Linked DNA regions of Callithrix jacchus: region 1 is linked to region 2. Evidence: chromatin contacts called from public Hi-C data. All regions are on one chromosome and are shown on one strand. The core of a region is the stretch at or near the end of the contact, and the rest is flanking DNA. Distances in the headings are between cores, read along the strand shown. Region 1 overlaps EGLN1 (egl-9 family hypoxia inducible factor 1). Region 2 holds the start of EGLN1 (egl-9 family hypoxia inducible factor 1).

Region 1 (4,596 bases), core at 1,165-3,664, 43 kb before region 2:
CAACCCAGTAAAACACCCCATCTGACGCTGTCTCTGAATGGTACCAAATTATTATTATTATTTTTTGAGACAGGTCTGGCTCTGTTGCCCAGGTTGTAGTGCAGTCGTGGAATCATGGCTCATTGCGGCCTCAAGCTCAAACAATTCTCCCACCTCGGCCTCCCAAGTAGCTAAGACTATAAGTGCATGTCACCAGGCAGGTTAATTTTTGTATTTTTTGTAGAGATGGGATCTTACTATGTTGTAATAGGGATAATTTAAAAAGTCAACTCAACTCCAAACATTAACTCATTTAGTCAGTGATTTTTGTTTAAAAAAGGACTAAACAAGTTAGCTTATGTTTACCCTCTTTGAATCAGAAAATTATTTGCTCAGATTATAACAAGATGTGATTCAGAAGATTGATAGATATTCAGCATGAAGGTAGAAAAGAGGCCCAAAAATAAAAAGCACAAAATATCCTCCATATTCCAGGTGTACATGATAATCAACTGAAATTGGTGAGAGTATTTTTTATTATGAAGAAAATAGACAAAGATGTTCAAGGTTATGAGCTATTCTTGTTTTTGATTGTTTGTTTTGATGGAGTCTTACTCTGTCACCCAGGCTGGGGTGCAGTGGTGTAATCTCAGTTCATTGCAACCTCCGTCTCCCAGGTTCAAGCAATTCTCCTGCCTCGGCCTCCCAAGTAGCTGGGATTACAGGTGCACGCCACCATGCCTGGCTAATTTTTGTATTTTTAGTAGACATGGGGTTTCACTGTGTTGGCCAGGCTGGTCTTGAACTCCTGACCTCAAGTGACCCGCCCATCTCAGCCTCCCAAAGTGCTGGGATTACAAGCGTGAGCCACCAGGCCTGGGTGGTTATGAGCTATCTTTGAAGTTCTTTATTTCCTCATGTATTAAAGCCAATGAATTAGTATAAAGTTGTCAAACAATAACTGAATTGTTCTATCATACTAAAGATAAATGTTAATTTTTAAAATTCACTTGCTGGCCGGATGTGGTGGCTCATGCCTGTAATCCCAGCACTTTGGGAGGCTGAAGCGGGTAGATTGCCTGAGCTGAGTTTAAGAGTTCACAACCAGCCTGGGCAACATGATGGAAACCTCGTCTCTACTGAAATACAAAAAAATTAGCCAGGCATGGTGATGTACGCCTGTAGTCCCAGCTACTCGAGAGGCCGAGGCAGGAGAATTGCTTGAACCCAGGAGGCTGAGGTTGCAGTGAGCTGAGATTGCACCACTGCACTCCAGCCTAGGTGACAGAGCAAGACTTTGTCTCAAAAAAAAAAAACACTAAAATTCACTTCCCATCCTTAAGAAACTAAGACACTAAAATTCACTTCCCATCCCTAAGAAATTAAGAGGCATCTTAAACCTATATCCTTATTTAAAAATCCTGTTTTCCTAGACACTTCAAATTCACTGCTGTTTATGAGAAGCAGAATTTTTGGAGAACATTATATATGTCTCTATTTTTCCTGACTCCAAACAGACTTAACAAGTTCCTTCTTTTACCACCGGAGGTTGATAATAACCAGGGGTATGGCATGGGCTTAGTGGGTTTAAGTGCTCAATAAATGATGAGCCCAAATAATTTCCTTGTCACTAGCTGTATATAAAGTTAAGTATATAGAGAACAATGACATGATATTCTTGAACAGTGGATGACATTTGAGTTTAGACTTAAATGAAGGGAGTGGCAAGTTGGGCAACTCTCTGAAGGGATAGCTTATGTGGCAGAGGCAAAATGAGTGCTCAAAGTCTAATAAGGCAGGAAACAGCAGCAGGCCAGTGTGGCTGGAACACAGAGAACATGGGCCAACATGATCAGAGAGGAACCAGGTAACCTAGGGTTGCAGGGCCTGATAAGCCACAGGAAGGCCTTTGGATATTGCGCTAAGAAGTGACAGCCAATAGAGAATGTATCTGACTCATGTTTTAAGAATATCAGTTTCAAGTCTGTATGAATAAAAAGAAAAACAAACACAACAACCTCAATATTGCTCACCACCTAACATTTATTGGACACTTATTGTTTGCCATGTCCTAATTTAAGTAATTTATGCGTAATAAGTTGTCTGAGACAACCATGTGAGGTAAAAAGTATCATTGTTTTCATCTTCATTTCACTGTTAAGAAAACTGAGGCTTAGAAAGGCTAATGAGTATTCTCAAAGTCACATGACAGGGAATCTGGTTCCAGAGTCTACGGAATTAACCACTGTACTAGATTGCAGGAAGGAAGCGTGAAAAGAGAAGACTAAGTTAGCTATTGCAGTTTCCAGGCAAGAAACAAAGAGGCTGAACCCAGAGTAGCAAAGCGGGGTGTATTCTGAAGGCAGAAAACCAGCATGATTTGCTAATGGGTAGAGAGTGAGAAGAGTCAAGAAAGCTTTTGGGGTTTTCAGCCTATGTGAATAAATGAATGGAGTCACTGTACATGTAAATGGAAACACTAGGTGAAAGAGCAGTTTTAATAGCATGTGTGGGTAGGAGAGGAGTTTCTCAGTAGTTGTCAAAATGTGCCAGACATCCCAGAATAGAACAAAACTGACGGCACCAGGATTGTGTCCCAACACGGGATCTGTTTGTATTAGTCACTTCTAAACTGCTTTCCTTAGAGTCCTAGGGCCCTAGGGTTCCGTGGAGGATATATAGGGGTGGGGACTAATTGGTAATGAAGTGATAGAGAAGAGGCCAAACAAGCAGGTTTTATCCCAACCTTCAACTAGAGGCAGTGCTTAGCTGTTTCCTATGTAGTATTTGAATTCCAAGTGAGGCTTCTTTGAAAAAATAAAAGGTGCAATAAAGAAAAGTTTTAAATGTTATGTTTTGAAGAAAAGTTTTAATAAGTTTAATGTAATTGTGTTAATTAAGTTATATAATCCCCAGTATAGCTCAGTTATCACCATCTAAATGTATTGTTCAAAAATGACTATTACCACTGTAGTCTCTCTTTTTTTTTTAAATTAAGAGACCTGCAAAGCTACTGAAAATTAAACCACTGTAGTCTTATCTGGCATTCCCTAGGTCCCCTGTGCTCTGCTCTGGTGACAGGAATACTGAAAAATGAGGAGAAAGGAAGAAGGGAGAGGGGATGAGTGCTCCACAGGGCCTGCATGAATCTGCCAATTTAATTAACTTGCCAATACTAGCCTCAGGAAAGGCAGTAGTTCATGATTATAACTGTAAAAAGGATAACAAGTAAAACACCAGCATAACCCTGTAAACTAGAAAGCCTGAAAAAGAAACAATCCAATCCACTACTAAATAATTCTGAGGGAAATTACTAATTTGCCATCTTGTAGAGACACCAACTTTAAATGTTTCAATTTCTCATTGAGAAAAATCTGCTTATACATAAACAAAACACCACTATTTGTTCTTTTCTGGTATGAAAATATACGTAATTGAGGATGTTCTTTTTTATGTTTTCAAAGACAAGGTCTCACTATGCTGCCCAGGCTGGTCTTCAACTCCTAGGCTCAAGCAATCTGTCTGCCTCAGCCTCCCAAAGTGCTAGGACTACAAGCGTGAGCCACTGTGCCTGGTTGATTGAGAATGTTCTTAAGATAGGAAACAGCATAAATTTGTTTTTCACTCTGAGAATAAAAGGAAGGAAGAGGTCTGCAATGCTTCTGAGGAATCTAAGAGACATTTATTTCTAGCATTACTAGACTTCAATATGAAGCTGAACTAGGAAACTTATTTTTCCTTTTTGAACCGAATTACTTTAAAACAGAGATACAAAGCTCACAAAACTTTGATGGGTTACAGAACTACTATTTTTACCATGAATGAAGGGAAAAGATTTACTATCTGAAAATGTGCCCTATTAAAATATATTATCAAAGTACTATGCTTTGACATAGCACTATGCCTTTTGTAGAGCTTGACAGCTAACATTTACTGATCACTTATCATAGGCCAGGCATGGATTACCTCAGTCATTCTTTACAGCAAACCTTAGGTAGGTACAATTTCTCCTTCCCCCATTTTAGAGACCAGAAAACTAAACTAGAGTGAAAATAAAAAACTTGCTGAAGGTCAGAGACTCTATGTGGCAGAGGCAGGATATGAACTGAGGCAGTCTAGATAGAAAAACAACTTTCTCTTCTTCAATTCCTTGCTCCAGTAAGACATGTATATAGTCTGCCCAAGAGTTCAGATGAAATTGGTAATGCAGACTCCTAAGTGGCCCACCACCTGCTGTAGTGGCACATGCTCATTATGCCTAATGCCCAAGTCTCCCATGTCAAGATGTACAGTAGGTCCTCACTTAACAGCCTAGATAGGTTCTCAGAAACTTTAAGTGAAACAATGTGTAACAAAACCAAGTTTACCACAGGCTGATTAACATAAAAGTTAAGCTCCTACAGCATATTTGTGCCCACAAAATGTTGCCAAACTTCTAAAGACTAAAACACTTCTAATGGTAAACACTGAAATAAATGCGAGCTATATATACATTTAAGAAAGATTAATAAAAACAAGGTAATTATTTATGCAATTAGTCCAGTTTCGGGTTGCAGATGGTTGGAGCCTATCCCTGGAGCTCAAGGTACAAGATGGGAACGAGACTTGGGCAGGATG
Region 2 (4,783 bases), core at 1,106-3,605:
TCTCCCAAGTCCATCTCTCAAAACTCACAAAATCAGACAGAGACTGATGGTGGAGGAGGGAGGCCTGGGAGTAGCTGGATATAAAGAAAAGATCAAGATCTGAGAAGCAAAATGAATAAGACCTGCAAGAGAGTATTAAGGAAGAAAGAGTGCACCGTGAGGGAGAAAAAGAGAAAATAGACTAGGTAGGAAGTGAAGAAATCTGTGGAGAAAAAAACGCAACAGTAAAGAGAAAACAAAAAGATCTCACCAAATTGGGAGGATAAAACAAGTCCTCCTGCTCCAATTTCGTGTTGTTTTTTCCAGGAAGCTACAAAACAGTTCTTTTTCAACAGAAGGATAACATTAACAAAGCAAATAAAGGAAACCAATGCTAAAAATGTAGCCTACCTACACAGAGAGATCCGAAAACGGAAATACTTCTTTTCCCTTTTTGTAATGGGTTTCAAAACAGTAGGAACAGGGAGAGGGTAGGAGCTATAAGAGGGGGAGGGGAGTAGCCACGCTCTTCCTGAATATGGAGAGTCTTTCGACTAAACGCTTAAATTTACCTTTTTGTGGTCAGCCGGCAAATTCTTAACTGAACACAGCGTTTGACTCTCAATCAAAATGTGACGAGTGATTCAGACAGCACAGGAAATTTAAGTGCTTATGCAAACACAAGACAGATGCAGCATCAGGACTTGCTTTGGGTGGTACTCTAACACCCCCTCACTGGGTGGCTAAAACGCCACTAAGGAATGAATTGTGACTAACAGTGGAATGGAAGAAAAGAAGAAAGTAGCAAAGTTAAAGCGCCTACGTTTAGCCAGAAAACTATGCAATTAGCCGGAGAAGTCTGTGGACTGGCAGTAAGTGGAAAACAGCGGACACAAAGCGGCTAACCAGATCAAACAGTTACCCCGAATTCTGTCCGTCTTCCTTACGGGGTGCTATACACAAAGTCCTTTCTATACAGAGGAAGGCTGCTCCTCAGCCTAGGCAGTTACCGTCACGAGAGGGGCTGCCCGCCGAGAAGGGCATGTCCAGCGCAAACCCGCAGCCCACACTTACTTTCGTCCGGCCATTGATTTTGTAGCTGCCCAGCTTCCCGTTACAGTGGCGGATCAGGTCGTCCATGCTGCTCATGAGCAGCCCAATGGTTTCGCAGCCGGGCTCCTTGCCCTCGATCCAGGTGATCTTATCGCCTCGGATGTCCTTGGACGAATCACTCTTCTGGCTGACTAGCTGCCCGTCCGTGAACTTCCCGGTGTCGTGCAGGGCGCGCACCTCGTCGCCGATCTGCTGTCCGGTCTCCTTGCCGAGGAAGTCGTCCACCACACAGATGCCGTGCTTGTTCATGCAGGGCACGATGTACTCGAGCGCCAGTTTCAGCGCCGGCAGGGGCTTCGTCTGCCCGTTGGGCCGCAGGCCGCCGCTGTGGCTCAGCGCATCCCCGGGCGTGTTGCTCGGGGGGTACAGGTTCGCCTTCTCCTGGAACAGCGACGAGCGGGCCGGCTGCTCCTCCTTCCCGGGCTCGGCCTCCGCTGCCACCGCCGAGGCCTGGCCGCCGGGGGCCGCGCGAGACGGGGACGCGGCCGCCGCGGGGTCGGCCGCGGGCTTGGCCTTTGCCTTTGCCTTGGCCGCGTCCCCGGAGGCGCTGTCCCGGCGCGCCGCTGCCTTCCTGGCCTCCCGGGCCCCGGACCTGGGCGGCGGCGCTGCAGCCGGCGGCGCGGGGCCGGAGTGCTGGTGCGGGCCCACTCCGTGGCCGAGGGCGCCCTCGCTGCCCTGGCACACGAGCTTGTGCTTCTTCCAGTCCTGACGCTGGTGCTCCTTGCAGCAGTAGAAGGAGCTGCGGCAGCGGCTGCAGCGCAGCAGGTTCTCCATCTTCCCGCATAGCTCGCAGTACTGCCGGTCTCGCTCGCTCGGGCTCGGCCCGCCGGGTCCGCCGCTGTCATTGGCCATGGCGGCGGCGGCGGCAACGGCGGCGGCTGCGCCCGAGCAGGAGGGGTGGCGGCCGGACGGCCTCGCCCGAGGCTGGGGAGCGGGGAGAGAAATCGGGGCCGTTACTGCGCCATGCACCCGCTACCCTCGCCTCAGGGAGGCCGGCACCCCGCGCCCTCGGCCCGGCCGCTTCCGAGTCCTAGGCTCCGGCGCAGAGCCGGTGGCCGCCTTAGCGCCTCATCGCCGCCGTGGGCTGAGAAAACGTGGCCTGTGCGGCGAACGGCAACCTGGGCTCGGGCGCGCGGGCCTGGGGAGCGTAAGACCGGCCCCCTCGGCCGCCGTCGCCGCCTCAGCGTCCCGGGCGGCCCGGCCCAGGCTGTGGAGGAGCGCAGGGCATGCGGGCGCCACTCGCTCTGCGCGCTCTGCACGTACACCACGGCCCCGCGGCGACCCGGGCGGGCGGCGCGCGAGGGCGGAGGGGGCGGAGGGAGGGCCGGGGGGAGGGCCGAGGGGCGGGGGCCGCGCTCACACTTGGGCGCTGGCGCGGCGCCTGGGCCGCCTGCGCTCCTCCGCACTTGGCGGGGCCGGACCTCGGCCTCAGAGCCGGGTCGCCCGCCCTCCGTCCACCCGGGGCGGGGCCGGGACGCAGAGGCCGGTGAGCTGCCTCAGCCCGCAGCGGCCTGCGCGGGGACGCAGAGGGGCCGGCCCGCGAGCGGCGGAAAGGCGTGGGGCCGCGCGGGCAGCGCCTACACCTGCTAGGGGAGGGCGCCGGCCGCGAGCGGGTGGCGGAGCGGCGGCGGCGGCGGCGTAATCATGGCTGCTCTTCCTGCAGGCGGGCGCGAGTTGTGCGAGGCGCGCTCGGGTTAGGGTTACAAGGTGGCTACTGTGATCCTCATTTTGTAGAGGAGGAAACGGAAATTCAGAGAAGTAAAGTAACTTGCCCAAGGTCACGCAGAACTGACTGGGACTGAATCCAGCAATCAGGCGCTCAGATTCCAAGGCTGTTTTTTCCATTGCTCCATCCAGCCTCTATTTCAAGAAGCCGTGAAATGGTTAAGAACAAAAATAAGTATTACTGTGATGTTAATCCAATCTCTTGTGCCCCGTTTCAACCTAATTTAAAGGTTATGAAATTTGAGGGTTAAAATCAAAAACATTTTTAAAACCTTTGAAATCCCGCCGAGTTCGAACCCCCATGATTGGGCTACCAAGTCAAATGAGTGCTTATTCCAATATCCAATTTAAACTGATGGAATTATCCCTGAAAAGTTAATTTTGGTAGTAAGTGAGCAGTACTACTACATTAACGACTCTCACATTTATTTTTAATAGAATCTGTGCTACGCTGATGGATACAATTCTTTGTTTTATAGAGCATAAAAACCTTTCCATAAATAAGCCAAGGATGTTTCTGCTGTTATTTGTCTTAAGAATAAAAAGGCCTGTGACTTAGAGTTTAACAGTCTTTATCGAACACTTACTGTGGAAAATTCGGTGCTAGGCTTGTGTATCACTTGAATATACTGTAACTTCAGTCCTTGAGATATAGCCTTCCAAGCTTAAAGAAGCTGCAATATGTATTTCAAAAGCAGGATGTATGGAATTACTATAAACCACATTGTAGAATTTAAAAAAAATAAAGCTTGAATCCAAAAATATAAAACCTCTTCATCAAATATACATAATTTAAAACTGTTATAAAAGTCTGCTACATACGTAAATGGCATTCTGGGGATCCAGTCAGGTGGAAGAGGATAATAATTCAATCAGCTTGTCATTTGGGAAACTGAGGTAAATATACTCACATCTTCAAATTCCAAACCGAACTAAAAATCCACATTTCTGTAAAGAATTAAGACCTGGATCTGTCTTATGTGTATCCTACTTTCCCAGAGCTTTATTAAATACAGTAAAATGTCATTGTTGCAGACATTACTGATTAGGCTGTTCAACAGATGAATTGGGAGTGTACCATGTGCTACACTATCCTTGACAAACAAATGAATTAGTCATACTACACTCAGAGACACATAGTCCAATGCAGGAGGCAGATATGTAAAGAAGGACAATCCAGAGTTCGGAGTTTCCTAAAAGAGGGATGAATAGGATGGAATGGTAACACAGAAAAAGGAATTGGCTTTAAAACCCAGAAGCAAGCTATCTGTGAAACTGCTTTGCTATGTGTGTGTTCAACTCAGAGAGTTGAACCTATGTTTTGATTCAGCAGTTTAGAAACACATTTCATGTTAGAATCTAGAAAGAATCTAGCTCTGCTGTTTGCACTAATAAAATCTAAGCAAATTAATTCAGAAATTCTTAAAATGTAAAGCAGCTATCTCATGGCTTACGAAAAACTTTTAAAACATTTTTCATACACAAAAATTATGTAAAGTATAACAGATAAAAGTAGAGTCTAATACCTCTTGGGCCTTCTTTTACTACAGTAATTATAAGTGATTATTAATTATTCACAAGAGCAAGAACTTTACTAGGAACACTCATTCCATGAAACTTGATTCTTACAACAATTTCTTTAAAATTCACTATTTCAATCTATGGTGTGTCCAAAAATTATTTACATCTCTATATGCTCTTCTCATGTATTTTAACTGAATTTTACTTAAAAGAATAGATGTCTATATCAAAACCTTTATAAGCTTTCTTGTTCCAATTAAGTATACAAAATCACAAATTAAACATGTATATCCTAAATATACTTAACCCATCAAGTATAACACTTGCAATATTTTAAAAATAGAATGGACAAATATAAAATACTGATTTCAAATAGTTCCAAAGATCCTTGATTTCAGGATTTCCACCTATTCAGGCTTAATAATCTGAACGAATTCCAAATTAG

The links. A called contact is a pair of places that touch in the nucleus more often than the background predicts.
Region 1: a Hi-C map of skeletal muscle shows a contact between it and region 2, with 6 times the contacts expected there. The contact joins the enhancer-like site here to the promoter of EGLN1 in region 2. A contact is called at or near these places in 2 of 3 Hi-C or Micro-C datasets (both in skeletal muscle).

What each region holds. Positions count from the first base shown.
Region 1 is chr19:53,505,904-53,510,499 of calJac240_pri, reverse strand. The region is part of intron 1 of EGLN1 (egl-9 family hypoxia inducible factor 1); the gene reads right to left. Among named protein-coding and RNA genes, the nearest start is that of EGLN1, 44 kb to the right of the region's middle. Within about 2 kb of position 2,414, at least 2 of the 16 cell types and tissues checked have an H3K27ac peak or open chromatin away from gene starts, as enhancers often do. A contact at or near this core is called in skeletal muscle, where this site is marked.
Region 2 is chr19:53,462,170-53,466,952 of calJac240_pri, reverse strand. EGLN1 (egl-9 family hypoxia inducible factor 1) reads right to left here and starts at 2,355. Exons shown (of 3, transcript XM_078357337.1): 1 at 1,054-2,355. The coding sequence starts at 1,944.